Regions from separate parts of the Mus musculus genome. Here regions 1, 3 and 4 are each linked to region 2. Evidence: chromatin contacts called from public Hi-C, HiChIP or PLAC-seq and promoter capture Hi-C data. All regions are on one chromosome and are shown on one strand. Each heading gives the region's core, a stretch centred on a gene start, on an enhancer-like site or on the middle of the called end of the contact. The rest is flanking DNA. Distances are from core to core; before and after follow the strand shown. Region 1 overlaps Dab1 (disabled 1). Region 2 holds the start of Dab1 (disabled 1). Region 3 overlaps Dab1 (disabled 1). Region 4 overlaps Dab1 (disabled 1).

Region 1 (3,378 bases), core at 354-2,853, 830 kb before region 2:
CTTATTACGTAAATGGGTCTAAGGAAGATAAACAAGCATTCCCATCTTACAGTTGATCAAACTGAGGCATACAAAGGAATGGTACAGGAGGGCACACAGCCAGGCGGCACTGGCACCCAGATATGGCTCAGGAACAAATGCATACCTTCAGGCACTGTTTCAAGACTCCAGGGTCGACATTGCTCTTACACAGTTTCCATGAAGATAAGGCATTTAAAGAACCTTATACTGAGGCTATAAGCTTACCTTATGAGAGTAGGAAGACAGCCTAGAGGATAAGAACACATGTTCTGCAAGCACAAGGACCTGACTGGAAGACCCTTGTACCCATATAAAAAAAGCTGGGGGCATGAGACAGGCAGATTTCAAGGGCTCTTTACCCAATCAACTTAGGCAAAATAGTGAGCACCAGTGAGGGGACGGCCCTGCATCAAGAGAACAAGGACACAGCAATGGAAGAAGGCTCCCTATACCCTGCAATGGCTTCTACACACGCACGTGTGCGTGCACACACCACACACACACACACACCACACACACACACACACACACACACACACACACACACACACACACCACACACACACACAGAGGAACATGTGAATCAACATAGGACTGTGAATGCACCAAACAGTTTATGATACTACATGCTACATATTCCGTATTACACAGTACACATTACACACACACACCAAAAACAAAGAAAGAAGCAAACAAATAAAAGCCCTATCTTCCAATATGCAGTAGCAGCTTCCCCCTTCCTCCTCGAAAATAGGAGTCAGAGTTTACAGTCTCCTGCCTCCACAATCACTACCTTGGGAGTCTCAGCAAGTCAATGGCCACTGTCTACATCAAAGGCTCCTAGGTACTTATGAGCATGCTCTGCATGAAATCTCACTTAATCTCAAAACCCTTTAAGGAATTGTTTCCATCTCTACCTTATACAAAAGGAAACAATTTATAGGAACTCACTAAACTTCTCACAATGCCATATTCCGCATTCACAAAAATAAGCCCCAACTCCGTTCCTCTCATCCAATGGCCAAGGATGTTCAAGTCTCCCTCTGATACCTGACCACTGTTCTCAGCTCCCTGAACTTCCTATTCATCTCCTTCAGTGCCTTTTACACCTACCTGGCTTGCCTACGGGACACCTTGAATGCAGTAAACGAATATATATGAAATCCATCGTGGAATCTGCAATGGATAAGATTGTCAAAAGCAGACACAACTGGTGGACAAATTGCCCTGGAGTCAGAAAACCTAGGGTTCAAACTCTCACCCTGAATCCTTTTCATCTACACAAATGGAGTGACAGCCCCCATCCCAGCATGGCTTTCCTGGGTGAAAGGTGACAAGGGAGACAAACTTGCCTGACTAAGTACCCGGCAGTGTGTCTGCAAAGAGCACATAGTAGACACATTTACTACTATTATCAACAACACAATTCTATTCATCTATCAAATGCAGGAATCTTTCCACAATACCCACAACAGATGGCTATCCAGGCTCTGCTAGAACATTTCCAAAGATAGAGAGCTCGCTCGCTCTCCCCATCTCCCCAGGCAGCCGGTTCTATTATTGGACAGCTCTCTCTGGCACGAAGTCTTTCCTACATCAGCCAAAGCCTGCCTCCCTGAATCCCACTGGCCTCTGAGCTGTCCTGTGGCGAAGCACAGCACAGCTCCAGTCTTTCCACACATTGGTCACCATTCTGAGGGAAAAAAAAAAGCAATTATGTATGTCCTCGCTACATCCTCTCTTTTTTCAGTCATTCACACTAACACATTCCACCTCCCATGGTGTGATTTCTATATTACCCATGATGCTCACTAAGTCCTCAATGTGCAGTACCTACAGGGGACACGGCAGTCCAGTACCTGATCTAAATGAACACTGTACTTTCATTAATGCATTTGATAATCGTACTGTGATAGAGTAGCCATACAAATGTCACAGCTGTGTAGCCTAGGGCTCAGAGGGAGGGGGACCTGTAAGTGTCTCTCGTATTAAGGGAGATCAAGCTATGTCTTCTCCTTGCCTAACTTATCTCTGTGCAAACCACCTGATTTATTCCATCAGCTTTTACCTCACTCAACTAACAACTTTCTGAATCATTTTTCTGCCATTTCTATGACTCTGCTCTTCAAACTATTGATTGTGATTTTCCATAAATGTGTTCCAATTTCATCATCAAAATCGGCGTTAAAGCAACTGCAGCGACTCATTGCCATTCACGTTCAAGAATGATTATGCAGAGAGGTTTTATTAAAGTCGCAGGATAAAAAAAAGTACATAAATGTTTAAGTGGGGACATAAGTGAAAATGACAATAGAGCAAGATGAGTGTGAGGGGCATAGTGGCACTTCAGCCAGCTGCCAGGAGGCCCTCTCAACCAGGCTCCCTCAGGATTGCTTTGAAAGGGCCCCCAACCAGTAGAATTAGCACCTCTATGAGGGGCAACCCAAGGGGTTATAAAGATCCTCCAGTGATTCCAAAGCCAAATTAGTTAGTCCAGTGCTTCCCAACTTATTTTCTGCCTCTCTGTATGCATCTGTGGTCTGGGTCTGTGTCTGTCTCTGTCTGTCTCTGCAGGTGTGTACGTGTGTCTAGGTGTCTCTTGTGTCTCTGTGTCTCTTTTCCTCCTCCCCTCGCCCCTCCCTGCTTGGGCTTTTAACCCTCACATTCTGTTCTGATCCTGCTGAGATTGTTTGTGTCTACCCCATTTCCCAGGTGACACTGGATCACAGGCTGAATAGCCAAGGCCTAAGAAATAGGACCAGATTCCCCCTAAGTTTCTCTCTGAAGCCTTGACTTCTTATAGATAACTGACTCTTTGCCCCACTTCACGGAAATAAGTAGAAAGATAAATACAATGCTTTCTGGCCTATGATGAGATACTCAGAGAGGCTTACACATGGATGCAGGGAAGAAAGGCTTCACAGGTTAGGATTATCTGAGTCATGGACAGATATGGGAGACAAGTGCATAGCCTGAGCATCCAGAAATGATGGGGGTGGGGACAAAATAAAACCAGTACTTTCTGGAAGGCATTCTCCTTCTCTGTAGATACCACTACACAGCTAAAGTAGAGTCCCTATGCAGCAGAAAGCCTCCCTCTCTGTGTTGACTAGCATTGTGGCTGGCGTTTCATATACGTAAGCCACATCTCCAGGGCCCAGAATTCAGCCTCTCCCAGAGCAGGATCAAATTCAACCATGAATTTAAACCTTAAGACTTAGCAGGGTATAGACCACCACAGATCTGGCTGTATGCTGCTAGGATCGTTAAGAACTACATTTTTAAAGCATCAATTTCTTTTCCATTCCATGGCTTTTTTGAAGCACGAGTTGGTTTAAGGTGTATACGTTATTAATC
Region 2 (3,316 bases), core at 200-2,699:
GTGTGTGTGTGTGTTAGGGGGTCAGGCATGCAAGGGGACACACCTTTCCTTCAAGCCGTTGGATACACCATGTTGCCTGAAAAGTCTACCCAGACTAGTCTGTCAAGGGTTAATTTTCTCAGCAAAAACTGAAGCAAGCGCGCACGCACACAGACACACACACACAAACCACACCACACCACACACACACACACACACACACACACACACACTCCTCCGTTGACTCCCACCACCTTGGTGGGTGGTCACCATCCTCTTAATTTTAAATTCCAGAACGCAACCGCCCCCCCCTCCGCCCCCGCCCCAGTACTATTATTTGGGAACAGCCCCCGTACCTGGGCTCGATTCCCACCTCATCACCGGTGGAAGCTGAGAGCCCGACATAATTATTTTCCTACAAGGTTATGCCTAATTGACCACTAACCTAATTGATTAATCATTTCATTTTTCAAAGCAGCATCCAAGAGTCAATCTAGCGAGGAGATAGAGAAACATGTACGCAATGGTCCAAGGGATACAGACCTAGGGAAAGACCCCAGGCCAGCTAAAACCTAAGAGGCTAGAAATGAAAACGCGACAGAAGCAGAGAATTGCGCACGGCCACAGGAGGATCAAACCAGGAGCCTCAAAGCGGCCAGGGTCCAGCAGGCTCCAACACGGATGAAGTTGTTTTCCCCCGGGGACCAAAGGGTTAAAACGACGCCGCTCCAACCCAGTCTCCTCTATGCTGGAGGGGAGCAGAATCCACCTGTCCCCTTCTTAGGCAAACCCCGCTGGTTGTCCTGAGGGTCGCCCTAGCTCTCTGGCCACAACTTGCCCCTCTGTGCGCGGCCCTTGCCTGCGCCTTTGCGCGCTACCCAAAACTTTGCGCACACTGCGGCCGCCGCCTGGCCGTTCAGCGCGGCGAAACGCGCCACCAAGTCCAAGAGCTGCGGACAGCCCTTCTGCAGCCACCACCGCTTGGCTTTGGGCTTCAGACTTTTCTTTCCTCCGCCTCCAGTCCCCATGCAGGGGCTCCCTCGTGGCTGCGGGAACGCGACTCTCGGCCCGCAGTGGGCATTGCGGCCGCGGCGCTGCAGACCACCACCCTGCAGGGTCCATGAGGCGCCCACCCGACGGCTGGACGACTGAAGCCATCCTTGCCCTGGCGCGCCCACCCTAGCTTTCCACGCCGCGGCCGCCAGGCGCAACACCCTCTCCTACCTTCCAGCCGCTGAAGACCACACTCTGCTCAGCCCTCTCGACACATCATCCTCTGGCTGCAGAACAGGGCGACCGGACTCTGCTTTTGTTCCCTGGGGCGGGGAGGTCCGTGCGGGGCCAGGGAGCGGGAGATGCAACGGAGCTGGGTATCTGGAAGAAGGGAGGCTCACTCCCGGCAGCTCTAGTGGCGGCAGTAGTGGCGGCAGCAAAGGCAGCGGTGGCAGCAGCAGCAGCAGTAGAGATAGTGCCGGCTCTCTGCAGGCCACATCTTTCATACCTTATACATCACTACCGCATTCCCCCGAATAGGAGAGCCCATCAGCATTTCGCCACCTAACTAAGGATACGAGCGCCGGCAAGAGTGGCTTGGCTGCACCTGGCCACAGTGTGGGCTCTGCTCAGGAAAGGACCCTCAGCACCCAATTGCCACTCCCTCCTAAATCACCACAGCATCGTCTATAACCATCACTGGTCTCCCCGCAGCGCTCTCCTTAGGCTCTCTGCTCCCTAGAATGTCTGAGCTTTAGGGCAAGCAACAGAGGTTTATTATGGAAACTCATTTCCAACTGCCACTTCCCAGGGAAGGTCTTTGCACGGGAGGTTACTGCTACAGAGGCACCCTCCTGATTGCACGTGGTTTCTAGATGCCGCCTTGGGAGCAGGCTTGTGGGCACTGAGAGAGGCAGCCCGCACCAGAGGATTGGGTCCCTGTTGCTTCATCAATAAAATGGGAATCAGATGAGCTTTTCTGTGAGGTTGTGGTGAGAATATAATGAGATAAACAGAGTGGAACTCCCTAAACAAAGCTTAATTTCTTCCTTCTTCCAATGCAAGCCTGCCTTCCCTCAACAACTGTCAGCAACAACCCAGTAAATATTTGCCGTGAGCGTACCTCGGTTCTATGCCAATCCCTATTTTATAGAGTAGAGTACAGCTTGGCTTGGACTTTTCTCTCCAGTGAAGACACAGAAAATAAGTAAATCAAGAAGAGTTGTTGAGTGGTATTGATCACCAAGATTGAAATAGATGGTGGCATGCAATGTGAAGTGACTGGAGATGCTACTTAGCTTGCTTTTGTCAACTTGACACGAAACTTGAGTCACCTGGGAAGAGAGACCCTCAGACTGAGATGTTGCTTCCATTATATGGGCCTGTGGGCGTGTCTTCCGGCCACATTCTTGATTGAGGGTTAATGTGGGAGAGGCCAGCCTTCTGTGAGTGGAGCTACTTCTGGGCAGGTGTCTTGGGTTGTCTAAGAAGTAAGCTGAACAAGCCATGGAGAGCAAGCAGGTAAGCAGAGTCCCTTTATGGTCTGTGCTTCCATTCCTACTCCAGGTCCCTGCTCTGACTTCCCTCAATGATGGACTGAAACCTATAAGATGAAGTAACACCACTAAGTTGGCTTTGGTCAGTGTTTTATCACAATAACAACAACCGGAACACCTAGGGAACTGGAACAAGTAGGAACCTGCTTAGGTCATAACTGCTAACCCAAGTTCTACGTCAGTAGGACCTCATCTCCTCATCTCCAGGGCAGAAGAAACAGCCAGAGCAAATGTCCCATGCAGGAATGAGTTGAGGGCATCTAAGATGGAGGAGGGTACACCTGTAGCTGGAAGCAGCAAGGGTAATGACCCAGTGGTATGATATAGAGTGGGTGGTTCCATCTGACAGGGAGGTTCACCTCCACAGAGGTCAGTAAGTAGATTTGGCACTGGAGTTAGGGATGTGAGTGGTGTAGCATTCCCTGTGGGGTTGATTTGTAAAAGTTCACTCTGGCCGGGCGTGGTGGCACACGCCTTTAATCCCAGCACTCCGGAGGCAGAGGCAGGCAGATTTCTGAGTTCAAGGCCAGCCTGGTTTACAAAGTGAGTTCCAGGACAGCCAGAGCTATAGAGAGAAACCCTGTCTCGAAAAACCAAAAAAAAAAAAAAAAAGTTCACTCTGGCTGCTATGGAGATAGTGGATTGGAGAGAACTTGGGCAAATGCCATTGGAAGAAGAATCAGTAAGAAGATCCAACAGTGCTGGATAAAAGTCCCTCACCATCTCCTGACTTCCATAATCACAAACCACATCAACTTTTCCTTCATCCAACAAGAGATTGGGAGTAA
Region 3 (3,363 bases), core at 136-2,635, 560 kb before region 2:
GCCACATCTCCAAATAGTGCCACTCCCTGGGTGAAGCATATCCATACCATGACACTGGGGTGGGACTGTGTTGAATATGTACAAGGAGCTAGATAGAGCACAGTTTGCCTGGAGCAGCTGAGGGTGGTGAGAACAGGGCTTTGTGGATCACAGAAGAATTTGTGCTATGTCAGGTCCTCTCCCAAATTCTGTTTTATAATAGATTTAATATTTTAAAAATGTTTGTTTGTGTGTATGTGTGTGTGTGCGTTCGTGTGTGTGTGTGTGTGTGTGTGTGTGTGTGTGTGTGTGTGTGCATGTATGGCATCTGTATGTGGGTACCCACAGAGGCCAGAAGACGGTGTTGGATCCCTGTAGCTGGAGTTTCAGGTCACCGTTAGCTGCCTGATGTGGGTGCTGAGAACCAAAAGATTTTTCTTAAAAAGCATGAAGCTCTCTTAACCTCTGAGCTCCCTCTCCCAGATTCTTATGTACAAGTCCCAACAGCCAATATGATAGTTTTTAGAAACTATCCTTAGGAAAGTAATAAGGTTAAATGAAGCTATAGGGTGGCATTATAAGTTTATAGAACTGGTATCTAAGAAGAAAATTGGATACCAACAGCATGATTATTCTCTTTCAGTGTCTGCAAAGAGGAAATACCATGTGAGGACATAGTGAGGTGACTTCTGGTTATATTTCAGCAATGAAGCTACTTTGAACTTGCTTCTGGAATCATGATCTAATGGATGCCTATGTGTTAAGCCTTCAGTCGAGACCATTATCTTTTAACAATCCCCAAAGACAATGCAATATGCACATGAGGACTTCAAGATGGGTTTTAAGAGAGACTGGAAAACATCTTTGAAGGATACCTTGATTTTGGGTTTAAAATATGGATCGATGTTGAAAGCTAAGCAATTCTAGGTTATTATTATAGTGCAGACAAAGCGTGAGGTAAGGAGACAATGGTAGAGTGATGAGAAGTCTCTAGGTCCTGAATGTTTTATGCTGCAGATCTGACACAGTGTGCCTGGGGAGGAGGCATATGGTGTGACAAGAGGAAAAAAGGTTTCTGGCTGCTCACCTGGAAAACTGGGGTTGCCATTCACAAAGATGGGTGAAGTTGGAGAGAGAAGGACTGGAGAGGATAATCATAAATTCGGGTTTGGATTTTTGAAACTTAATCTGCCAGAATATATCCAGAAGATGTTTGAGAATGCAAGAGGAGCCCTGAGTTCAGTAAGGATGGACAGAAAAATGTGGAACTCATTGGCATGTCAATAGCAATTGTACAGGATGATGAAATGTCCATGGACTAAAAAGCTGCCTATCTGTAAGCGCATGAATAAATCTATTGAAGTCTTTGCATCTCTTCAACAGCCAGTTTCTTTACAGCACTCCCACGTACAGTCTTTTTCCTCTTTGTGCTTTACTAATAATACACTTTGTCATTTTAAATTGAGAGAGGAGACACCATCTGTCCACATTTGCATATATTTTACTCTTTCCATAGAATATTACAGGGCTACCCCGTTTGCCAAATCTATTGATAGATTTGTTTATCAGATATCCTACACTTCACTATGTGTTGGGTACTGTGTTAACAATCAGGAAAACAATAGAAAAGATGTATTTCCCCATTTCAGAGGGCCATGGATAGTGATAGAGACACATACATGTAAATGGAGTCATAGCATCCCAGCAGAAAAGGCCTAATCCACCATGCTTGAGCCATCAAACTCTTTAGGGAGCAAATGCCATCTCATTCTAAGAGGTGAGATGATGTCAGATGAGATGTGCAGAAACAGTGGAGATCCAACACTGAGTGAAAGAGCATCTTGATCTGTAAATGGATCATAGAACAGGATGGTTAATTGGTTAACAGGGAACAAAGGATTCACAAAGGCACAATGCTGGGACCAAGACGAGGGCCTTGGTATACATAGGTCTTCAAAGTCATCATAAAGGAGCAAGAGTGAATTTTTATTTTGATGAAGTGAACCATTCAAGGGAATAACTAATGATCTTGTTAGAAGGTATATTTGTAAGTTAGTGTCACAAGCTGTTTTGGTTTGAATGCAAATGGCCTTCATAGGCCCACAGGGAGTAGTGCTATTAGGAGGTCTGACTTTGTTGGAGTAGGTGTGTTCTTGTTAGAGGAAGTGTGTCACTGGGATTGGGCTTTGAGGTTTCAGATGATCAAGCCAGGCCCAGGGTCATTCTCTCTTCCAGCTGCTTGCAGGTCCAGATGTACAATTTTCAGTTCCTTCTCTAGCACCAGGTCAATCTGCATGCAGCCATGCTTTCTGACATGATGACAGTGGACTAAACCTCTGGACATTGAGCCAGACACAATTAAATGCATATATATATATATGTGTGTGTGTATATATATATATATATATATATATATATATATATATATATATATTCCTATATATCAGTAGGATTAGCATAGTAATCCTACCATCTTACCAAAAGCAGTCTACAGATTTAACACAATTCCCATCAAAATTCCAACACTATTCTTTATAGACCCTGAAAGAACAATGCTTAGCTTCATGTGAAAAAACAGAAAACCCAGGATAGCTAAAACAATACTATAAAATAAGAGGACTTCTGGAGGTATATCCATCTCTGGTTTCAAGCTGCACTACAGATCAATTTTAATAAAACCCACATGGTACTGGTATAGAAACAGATAGGTTGATCGATGAAATCTAATTGAAGACTCAGAAATAAACCTACTCGCCTATGGACACTTGATTTTTGACAAAGAAGTGAAAAATCATACAATAGTGAAAAGGTAGCATATTCAACAAATGTTGCTCTAACTGGATGTCTGCATGCAGAGGAAAGCAAATAGATCCATATTTATCACCCCACACAAAACTACTAAAAACAAGGGCAACATGAAATTCACAGGCAAATGGATGGTTCCATTCAATATCATCCTGAGTGATATAACCCAGCCCCGGAAAGACATGCATGATATATTCTCACTTATAAGTGGATATTACCTATAAACTACAGAATAACCATGCTACAGTCCACAAACCCAAATAAACTAAGTAACAAGGAGGCCCTAAGGGAAGATATTTGAATTTCACTTAGAAGGGGAAATAAAAGAGCCTTCAGAGGTGGATGCAGAGTTGGGAACTAGGTAGGAGAGGGGGTGGTGATGGGAACTGGGGTAGGAATAAGGTATGGGAGAGCAGGGGTAGGGTAGAGGGAGAGAGGGCTGAGAAAAAGAATGGAAATCGCAGATGTTGGGGGATATCTCTGGGATGAGCCAGAGACCTGGGAGAGTGGAGGAGCCTGGGAGTCTATGAGGATGACCCTAGTTGAGACTACTAACAGAGGAGGATATGGAGCCTGAAG
Region 4 (3,035 bases), core at 72-2,571, 880 kb before region 2:
CTGGTATTAGATGCTCTTGCTATTTCAGCCTTGAAGAGAATGTGATTATAAAATCATCTGCCCCATTTTGTGGAAAGGGAATCTTAGGGGCACAGGTGTCATGTATTTTAAACAAGACTGAGCTCTTAGAGGAAGGACAGGATGGAGGCCAGATCCTGGAAGGAGATCTACAGACATCCCCATCCCTTAACCCTTTCTTTCTGGGCATTCATTCTCACTGGATGAAAGAAAGCTCAGCTTCAGTTTGTCATTTCTCTGACATTTTGAGGCCCCAGACTTAGCATGCCTTCTGACCAGCCACTTGGCGCCTATAGAACCAACTCGGCTGTCACTATCAACAAGCCACCTTGGTAACAGAAAGTTAACTGCTAACCTATGTGTATTTCCTCTTTCAGCTGCCAAGTTTTTCCTCTAGCTCCATTGGCTTCTCCAGAACAACCATCAGAAGAACATGACACTCATGCATTAATTTCATTTTAGATAAAATAAAATAGATCGGGAAGACAGGAGAGTGGCCAGAGTTCATGCAAACAGTTATTGGCAGAGCTGGTGGAAGGGTACCGGAGGGAACCAGTGGGCTTCCCTCTCCTTGTGAGCCATTCCCAAGGCCTCTAGGGACCACATAAGTGCTCCAAAGAGCTCATCCTCTGCCTCATACGCCTTCTAGTCTCCTGTGAGTCAGCACAGCCGATACAGTTCTAATTTTCATGCACCTCAGTGGTGCAGGATGTACGTTCTTGTATGACAGCCTGTAAAATCTATTTATGGAGCTAATTGTCAGTTTTCATGACTGACAGGCACACAGTGCTTTGACTACTCAAGCTAATGTGCCTGAATCTGACATTTTAAATAGAACACTCTCTGTCCCCACTCCTTGTTCCTTTAGGAAGTAATTTGAGATAGCAGGTATTTTTATAATCATATATCTTTAATTATATCTACACAATTGTCAGAGATTAATGATTTCCTCAATCTGGCTCCTCTTACAGGAGAATTCGGAACTCATGAGACACGAGAAAGGAAAAAAAAAAAAAAAGAAAGAAAAGAAACCCAAGATGGATGTTGTCAGTTAACAAAGACGTTCCTGAGCACGGTGGCTTGACTTTAGTCAAGTTTGAGTTCTCACTGTAGATTAATTTCATACGACATTTCTATGAATTATTGAGAGTGCAGCACTCATGTGGATGGTAAACAACTGGATCTATACATGTAAACCAATAAGAAAGCATGTGACAGCCAGTAAGCGAGCTGCGGTGTAACTAGTCCCCAGTCTCCAGAGAAATCAGTAGCAATAGGTCCCACATGGTATGTGTACACTTTGACCCCCACAAAGCAAATGTTACCTTCTTATGTAAACAGACTCAATTCAGGAGCACAGGGGTCAGAGAAGACTTCAGGAAGAATTCCATCCAGCTGTGTTGCTTGGTGCCCCAATTCCCACAGCAGTAAAACTCATTGAAAGAAAGCTATCAAGGGGCCAAGTCTAAGGCAGCCCAGAGGCACTCGCTAGAACAGAGGTCCTGGACTGAGGGTCTCCCAATAAATACAGAGGGAATAAAAATGCAGGATTAAAACATTGCAAGCAATTGAAGGAAGCCTTGAACTGGTGCCGGCATGCTGCCACAGGGGGAGGTGGCAAGGATCTGAGCTCTTCAATAACCAGGCACATGTTGTGGTTAAACTATTTTCTCTTTCATCCCCAGTGAGATGGGATTCCTATTTTCCCTTGTGTGCATCACATGGTATCTGGCTTTGTTTCCTGTGGCTGCCTCACCTCCACAGCTTTGCTTCCAGAACTCCATGTTCCAATATTCCTAATTTCCTCCTATCTCCATGAAATACCTAATTCCTAAACACTCAATGCCTGTGGCTTCTCAGGAGGCATGGGATGCGCCTTCCCTTTGTTCCCATCTGTTGGGTTAAAGACTACCATTGTCTAGAAGGCTCTCTTGAGCTCCTTGCAAAATGGGGAACTCCCTTTACCAGCAGGGCTTCTCCTCTGGTCTTTTCTGGGGAGCCTTAAACCCCCATCCTCTACCTGTGGAACATCGAAGAGCCCTGGTGAGATTACAGGTTCAACTTCCCTTCTCCTGATAAGAACCTGTCCAAAAAGCACCTGTAATTTCTGGCATGTCTCTCCATGCAAATGAGGTTCCCTAAGCTGTAACCAATGATGCTGCTATGTGTCCACCCTACCCGATTCCCCAAAAGCTATATAGCCCTTGATTCACCCTAATTAAAGTTGAGCTGCTCCTCTCTGAAGCTGATCCTGGTAGTCGTTTCCATGGGAAGTCCCATTCTTCCAAATCTATCCCTTTGTCCATCCTTGTTGGCAGGTGACCAAGAGCCCTGAGGGAGAAGAGAGGGCCACACCCATTGATTTGTATAAGTAGTACCCACATCATTCCCTTGGGAAATCTTCTCTGATCACCCAGCTGCATCTGTCAATTACCCTTACAAAGTTGCTTATCACAAGGGATTATAATGGTTGTGTTGCCTGTGCCCATGCCCAGTGTGTTAGGAAAGTGACATATTTTATATCTGCAGGACCATGGGCATGTAATATGAACCATACTTTGTGAATTGTAATAGAAGAAGCCACCATTAAGTGAATGGCCCTTTACCAGGATGCCTAGGGGCATTCTGTTAACTGCCAACCTCCATAAGAGCACAAAATACACACAGTCTATAATAATATACGGCTCAACTGTCCAGTAACCCAATCTGGGGTCAATGAAAGACATTATTAGCCCTTTAAACAGTGTATAGGCTAAATAATAGCCCTAGAAAGATATTGAAAATCCACATTGGAAAAAGAAAAAGAAACTGTCTTTACAGCTGCAATTAAAATATGAATCTTGGGATCATTCTCTCCTCTTCAGGTAGCCTGAGATCCAATGTCAAGTATACCCTGAGAGACCCAGAGGGGAAGACTAACTAAAGACAGACGTCAAAGCTAAGGACTGGCAGTGGTCACCATAGTCTGAAGAAGGCAAGGACAGATTCTACGGAGCTGCCACCTGGAGTTCAACCTT

The links. Promoter capture Hi-C pulls out the DNA fragments that hold promoters and counts their contacts. Hi-C and Micro-C count contacts between places; a contact is called where the count stands out from the background. HiChIP or PLAC-seq counts read pairs in DNA pulled down with a chosen protein or histone mark.
Region 1: an H3K4me3 HiChIP or PLAC-seq map of forebrain shows a contact between it and region 2, with 5 times the contacts expected there. The contact joins the enhancer-like site here to the promoter of Dab1 in region 2. A contact is called at or near these places in 4 of 39 promoter capture datasets (hippocampal neurons, liver, pre-B cells and 1 more), 1 of 484 Hi-C or Micro-C datasets (cerebral cortex) and 2 of 115 datasets of contacts at active chromatin or transcription factors (VIP interneurons and forebrain).
Region 3: a contact with region 2 is called in a Hi-C map of cortical neurons, with 2.2 times the contacts expected there. The contact joins the enhancer-like site here to the promoter of Dab1 in region 2. A contact is called at or near these places in 8 of 39 promoter capture datasets (the 3T3-L1 cell line, cranial neural crest, embryonic stem cells and 4 more) and 1 of 484 Hi-C or Micro-C datasets (cortical neurons).
Region 4: a contact with region 2 is called in a promoter capture Hi-C map of second pharyngeal arch cranial neural crest, with 4 times the contacts expected there. The contact joins the enhancer-like site here to the promoter of Dab1 in region 2. A contact is called at or near these places in 7 of 39 promoter capture datasets (the C10 cell line, cranial neural crest, embryonic stem cells and 4 more) and 1 of 115 datasets of contacts at active chromatin or transcription factors (embryonic stem cells).

Annotation. Positions count from the first base shown.
Region 1 is chr4:104,450,971-104,454,348 of GRCm38.p6, reverse strand. All of the region lies in intron 4 of Dab1 (disabled 1), which reads right to left. Among named protein-coding and RNA genes, the nearest start is that of C8b, 310 kb to the left of the region's middle. Within about 2 kb of position 1,603, at least 31 of the 459 cell types and tissues checked have an H3K27ac peak or open chromatin away from gene starts, as enhancers often do. A contact at or near this core is called in VIP interneurons, cerebral cortex and forebrain, where this site is marked.
Region 2 is chr4:103,617,633-103,620,948 of GRCm38.p6, reverse strand. Dab1 (disabled 1) reads right to left here and starts at 1,449. Exons shown (of 18, transcript NM_001369047.1): 1 at 1,204-1,449. Gm36604 (a long non-coding RNA gene) reads left to right here and starts at 1,895. Exons shown (of 3, transcript XR_376479.3): 1 at 1,895-2,493.
Region 3 is chr4:104,176,308-104,179,670 of GRCm38.p6, reverse strand. All of the region lies in intron 3 of Dab1 (disabled 1), which reads right to left. Among named protein-coding and RNA genes, the nearest start is that of Gm36661, 150 kb to the right of the region's middle. Within about 2 kb of position 1,385, at least 4 of the 459 cell types and tissues checked have an H3K27ac peak or open chromatin away from gene starts, as enhancers often do. A contact at or near this core is called in cortical neurons, where this site is marked.
Region 4 is chr4:104,499,152-104,502,186 of GRCm38.p6, reverse strand. All of the region lies in intron 5 of Dab1 (disabled 1), which reads right to left. Among named protein-coding and RNA genes, the nearest start is that of C8b, 270 kb to the left of the region's middle. Within about 2 kb of position 1,321, at least 15 of the 459 cell types and tissues checked have an H3K27ac peak or open chromatin away from gene starts, as enhancers often do. A contact at or near this core is called in second pharyngeal arch cranial neural crest, where this site is marked.